Regions from separate parts of the Mus musculus genome. Here region 2 is linked to region 1. Evidence: chromatin contacts called from public Hi-C data. All regions are on one chromosome and are shown on one strand. Each heading gives the region's core, a stretch centred on a gene start, on an enhancer-like site or on the middle of the called end of the contact. The rest is flanking DNA. Distances are from core to core; before and after follow the strand shown.

The links. A called contact is a pair of places that touch in the nucleus more often than the background predicts.
Region 2: a Hi-C map of liver shows a contact between it and region 1, with 3 times the contacts expected there. The contact joins two enhancer-like sites. A contact is called at or near these places in 2 of 39 promoter capture datasets (cranial neural crest and liver), 6 of 484 Hi-C or Micro-C datasets (cerebellar granule neurons, cortical neurons, liver and 1 more), 2 of 115 datasets of contacts at active chromatin or transcription factors (bone marrow-derived macrophages and embryonic limb bud) and 1 of 9 other capture datasets (embryonic stem cells).

The regions. Positions count from the first base shown.
Region 1 is chr10:84,808,675-84,811,703 of GRCm38.p6, reverse strand. All of the region lies in intron 3 of Rfx4 (regulatory factor X, 4 (influences HLA class II expression)), which reads right to left. The region is part of intron 2 of Gm40728 (a long non-coding RNA gene); the gene reads left to right. Among named protein-coding and RNA genes, the nearest start is that of Gm40728, 53 kb to the left of the region's middle. Within about 2 kb of position 1,368, at least 22 of the 459 cell types and tissues checked have an H3K27ac peak or open chromatin away from gene starts, as enhancers often do. A contact at or near this core is called in liver, where this site is marked.
Region 2 is chr10:85,043,463-85,046,162 of GRCm38.p6, reverse strand. No RefSeq gene overlaps it. Among named protein-coding and RNA genes, the nearest start is that of Gm34633, 41 kb to the right of the region's middle. Within about 2 kb of position 1,277, at least 52 of the 459 cell types and tissues checked have an H3K27ac peak or open chromatin away from gene starts, as enhancers often do. A contact at or near this core is called in liver, where this site is marked.

The DNA.
Region 1 (3,029 bases), core at 119-2,618:
ACGAGGCCTCCCAAGGTGACCACTTGCAGGGGGTGGCACTTGGTCAGCTCATTCCAACATGACTTTGAAGGAAAATCAGCTCAGTCATTTCATACCCAAGTCTCCTAAATGAATATGACCCCCGGACTCGGGCAAATGGCAAAGCCAAGTACTAAGGGGGTCCCAGGCATTCTGTCCCCTGCCCTTTCCTGGGACTGGGCATAGGGAGCGGATCCTGCTGGCTCTCATGCTCCAGTAAATACCTTACGCAATCCTTTCTAGGTGACCCAATACCCTGAGGCTAGGGGGAGCACCCAGTCACCTCAGAATCCCTAAAGTCCCACATAGTCCTTGGCACATGATAGGAGCCTGATATTTGATGGATGGATCATTTCAATCGTTTACTCATCCGATAGATAAACACTGACTTTATCGCTTGCTGGGCACTGAGGTCATGTCATTGCGAGCAAAATGGTCCTTGATGGATATCATGAACAGATTCATGGTAAACAGAGGGATAAAGATGAGATCTTTAATTCAACACTGAGGGCTACCCAGTGTTCTGAACACAAGAAAACAGATTAGTATGGCCCCTGTATAAGGATGATATGCAAATTCATGTAGTGTTCCACATTAAAAATAAATAAATAAATAAATAAATAAATAAAGGGACGATTGTGACCCAAATGAAGCTCTTCCATACCAGTAGTGCATGTTCTCCGTGTCACCAAGTGGAACCCTGTGTTCCGCTCAGGAAAACTAGCTCCATGGACGTATAGGTTTCTTGGGCCTGCCCTGCACTTTGGATCTGGGATGAATGAAAACCCGTCTTCAAATTTAGCCAAGATCCCTCACTGCCACTCACAGCATTGTTCCTCTGTAGAGGTGACATCAGCGGCCCAGCTGAGGCTCAAACTTTACAGGGACCATGTAAGTGAGGCAGCTGTCACCAACGGGGGTCCCACAGGCATGCTTTGTTTAGCCTGAGCAGCACTGGCTCAGCTTTTAAACCCCTGGACTTCACACAGAAGAAGCTGGATTCCTGGCTTCTTATGAAAAAGTCGAGGTCTGGCAACCCTGGACCCGTATTCCCTCATGACAGCAATTGGCCAGGGTGAGCAGTGCCTGGGGGTTGGCCCGAGTCCTCACCCCTCCCCATTTTTCTTACACCAAGACTATTTTCTGTTCCTTTCCTGGCTCCTGTGGGCACTTGTGTTGGCATAAGACATGACCTATGTCCTAGTTCACTTTGGAGTCTATTTGGGGAGAGTGACATACAAGAAACAATAATATTTAAATACTATAAACTCCTGACCGTAGAGGCTATTGAAGAGGGAAACAGATGGGTGTGTAGATGGGAGTGAATAGTTATGGTTTCACAGAGGACTTGGGACTGAAATTTTGTAACAGCAAACAACAGCTCACATTCATGGAACTTGTCCTAGGTGCCAGGCCCTGGGTATCCAGGCTTTTACTTCATTCTCATGAGAGTCACGTAAAAGCCAGGCGTGTCAACACATGCCTGCAATCCTAGCACTCAGAAGGGTGAAGTGGGAGGATCTGGGTTTGCAGTGAGCTTAGGCTATGTAGTGTATCCAGGGATAGCCTGAGCTACATAGTTGAGCACCCAGGTCAACAACAGCAAAGCCCAAATGAAGCACAGCAAAGTAAAGTAAAGCAAAGCAAAAACAAAACAAACACAACACACAAGATAGGCATTACACCCATCGTTCAGATTGCAAATTCAAGGCTCAAAAAGTAGAATTCGTTTGCTAATATGACCAGTAGTTAAGAGAGTTCTCACTAGAAACCCGGTCTGCCACCGAAGTTGGAGGAGGCTTTGGGCAAGAGGAACAGCAGAGAGCAATAGGTATGTCATACACTTTGAACCATGGAGACATCTGTCTGCATGGGAAGAGGGGCTTGTGGAAGAAGAAGGAAAAGGAGAGAATGGTGGAAATTGAGGGGAATCTTTAAATATGCAAAGGAGTGGCCTCACCAAGGTGCTACCTTAACGTGCCCTTTCCAGAAGATCAGTGAATAGCATTCAAATGATTGGGGGCTAAAAGGATGGCTCATTAGCTAAGAGCGTACACTGCTCTTCTTTCAGAGGATCTAAGCAAGCTCAGTTCTCAGCAACCTTGGCAGGTGGCTCATAACTTCTGTAAGTCCAGCTCCAGGCACTGACCGTCTCCTGACCTCTGCCTTCATTTATATACACATGGCATACATTCACACAGACGCATCGATACACGTAGTTTTTTTTTTTTTTTTTTTTTTTTTTTTAAACAGGAAGACTGAAAAAACCCAAAGACTCATGGATTAGCTCAGTTAGTGAAACATGAGAACCTTTACTTATAAAGCATGAGCTTAGATCCCAGCGCCCATGGTTCAAAATGAGCATGATAGTATGTGCATGTAGCCCAGTGCTGGGGATGCAAGGAGGGACTCTGGCTGGGCCACCAGCATAACAGATTGGTGAGTTCAAAGTTCAGTGAGAAACCACGCCTCAAAATAATAACATGCAGAGTGACTGAAGAAGGTGGGTCAGAATACTCCATGCTGACCTCTGGCCTTTGCGTGTGCGTGCACGCACGCACGCACACACACACAAGACTCAGAGGCAAGACCACTTGATTACTTCTAGAATGCTCTATAAGTCATAATAATAATGTTGATGACAAAGGTTAGGGACACCGAGGTAAAGCTTGATATGTTCTATTAGTCAATAACAAAGTATGAAAGAACACACACACACATACACACACACACACACACACACACACACACATACATACAGAAACAAGAAAACCTCCTGAGTTCCATTTTAGACTTGAGTGTTCCATTAAACAACTTCCCTAAAGGTTTGACTTTGTCGTTTCTAATAAGCAAATGTGAGGAGTTGGGCAGCCGGGACTTGTTGGAGAGGGAGGCGTCCCTTGTGCTAACTGTGGTAATGACGGTTCTGAGTTTGTTTTGGATAAATAATCATGGATGCAGTGGGGAAATATGCTTTTCAAGCCATTCGGAATCTGTATGTGGAGGACTTT
Region 2 (2,700 bases), core at 28-2,527, 230 kb before region 1:
GGACTGCCTTGTCTGGCCTCAGTGGGAGAGGATGTGCCTAATCCTGTAGAGACTTGATGCCCTAAGGAAGGGGGATCATGGGGGAAGGGGAGGTGTGGGTGAGGGAGGGTGTGGGTGGGTGGAAGAGTACTCTCTCAGAGGCAAAGAGGAGGGTGAAGAACTCGGGAGGGGAGACCAGGAAGCGGGGGCAACATTTGGAATGTAAATAAATAAAATAGTTTAATTTTAAAAAAAGAAATAGTTCCAGGTCAAATTGCATATGATTATTTAACTATTCTTCTTAATGTTCCCTAGCATTCTTTTTTAACGTGTTTCTTATTCGTTCTACCCAATACTGATTTTATTAAGGTATAGGTGCATGTATCCTGTGCTTTGACCATGGTCGTTCCCTCTCTTTCCTCCCTAGGGTTCCCATTCGCTCCTCAACTATCATGCCCTGTATATTATCTTCGTGACTACTTTTTTTCAGCGCATAAGTGTTTGTTTGTATATTTATTCCCGTTGCTCGGAATGTATTTAAGAGCTTAGAAGATGTGCACATATCCAGTGAAGTTAGTGTTCCTGCTGTCACCCCTCCACCGAGACCCGCTTGGAGTGCCTCAGAAAGATCTAGATGCTAATAAACCCAGGCAGACTGCTAGAGGGCAGTAGAAGCGCGTGCTGCTTTTAGTCCCCGACCAGCTCCGGATCAAGGCAGGCTCTTCCCTCCCATTTCAAAAGGGAAGGCCGAGACCCCTCCAGAAGGAAAGGCAGCAGCCATCAAGTTTACCTGACCAGTTACTCAAACAATCTAAAAGCAGAATTGCATGCAGATCACCTGCTTTTTAATGATTTAATATTTACGGCATTTTTTTTTTTACATATAGGTACATTGGAAATTTTTTTAATGTTTTGTGTAAAAGCTTTTTGTTTTGTTTTGTTTTTGTTTGTTTGTTTGTTTGGAAAATGACAATTCAAAAGAAGGAGGATGCAAATAAGTGTCTTTCTGTTTCCCACTCAGTTCTGCTGCTGGAGAGAAACTGCTCACCAAGTCCCAAGACCCAGAGATAGTTGAACTAAATGCAGGCTGACTTCTGGTGCCCTGTCTGCGGTGCAAGCGGGGGTGGGGAGCAGGCGGGCAGAATTCACGCACAGAATCTAGAGTAATGTGAACAAAAGCGTGAACGCTGTTGACCCCAGGCAAACGTCTCCATCACCCACCCACCCAGCCGTGCTCCCCAAAAGGAAATCTACAAAGGTTTCTACGCTCTGAAGTGCCCCCCCCTTCTTCTTCCTGTTGATTTAACAGATCCGAAACCCTACCAGCGGCACCCACAGTATCGATCTTGGTAAATCCTGCCTTCTGAAGCTGTCCCTGGTGTAATTAAATTACTGTAAATACAATTAGAAAGTCCCTCTAGGTGGTCTGTGTGACACTAGCCCCAAAGGAATTGTCTTGAAATATCTGAATCCAAAGTAAAGAGGAAAGTGGCGGAATCCCCTTAATCTTTGGGGCCAGTCCTTTGAGGATTTGTGGCTGTGAAATAACCGGAGGCTGGGGGGAGAGGGGGTTAGGCATAGCCAGCGGCACTTTCAGGAGACATTTTTTTCTGTACCCGGGCCTTCAGGGTCAGTGTGGGGGCTCCGGTCTCCACTGCCAGCTTCCTGCCCCCTCCCCTTGTCTTCTTTCCGAGGCCTGACCAGTGATTTGCAATTCGCTTTCATTCTGGCTGAGCAGGGTCCTGGCCAACTTCGCATCCAGCACTTGTGCACAGGGTTGGGAGCTGTTGCTATGTGGTCCACGTGTGTTGCTCAACAAGCTTAAACTTTGCCTAGCCCGTGCTAAACTAATTTGCGTCAATTTGTCTACATCATGCCAACAATCGTTCTGAATAGGGCATACAAGGCTGTTGAGAAAGGGCCTGGGACCAGATGCCGCCGGCCATTCTGCCGAGCCTCGAGATCTCTAGTTCTTCTCCATGGTTTCGTCATATCCTAGTGACAATGTTAGTTTTTCCACTGTGGAGTTAAAACTTTTTTTTTTTTTTAAACAAAAGACACTGCCTATACAACAGGCAATCCAACCGATTTTTTTTTTTTTGTAAGAAAGAAACTGTTGACACACTGTTTCCTAACAACCCCCTACCCTCAGTTTTAAAGAAGCAAAGAGTGTGAAGTTTTAAAGAAAACGTTTATGCAGCTGTGACCAGGTACTATACAAACTGTCCTTCTTTTAGACTAAAACTGTAAGCCTAAAAGCCGATTGCTTTTTACAGAAAGATAATTTTAAAATAAGAAAATAATTAGCACTTATGCCTACAGACAGTCAGACAATACAGGATAGCCAAAGCCGTTTGTAGTAAAAAGAGTTCTCGTGAAAGATTTGTTTTATTGTTTGAGGCAGGGTCTCACCCATAGCTCAGGCTGATCTGGAACTCACTGTATGTAGCCCATTTTGGCCTTGAAATCACTTTGATTCTCCTGCCTCAGACTCCCAGGTGTTGGAATTAGAGGCATGGACTATCACATTCAGCGCAAAAATAATATTTTTAGAGACTTACTTTCTTTTTAATTGCGTGTGTGGCTGTATCTGTGTGTGGGCATGCGCACGTGTGTGTAGGTTCCCTCGGGCGCTAGAGCAGGGCTTCAGACCCTCGGGAGCTGGAGTCACAGAGGTCGTGAGTTCATCAACAAGGCTGCTGGAAAACAAACCCTGCCTCT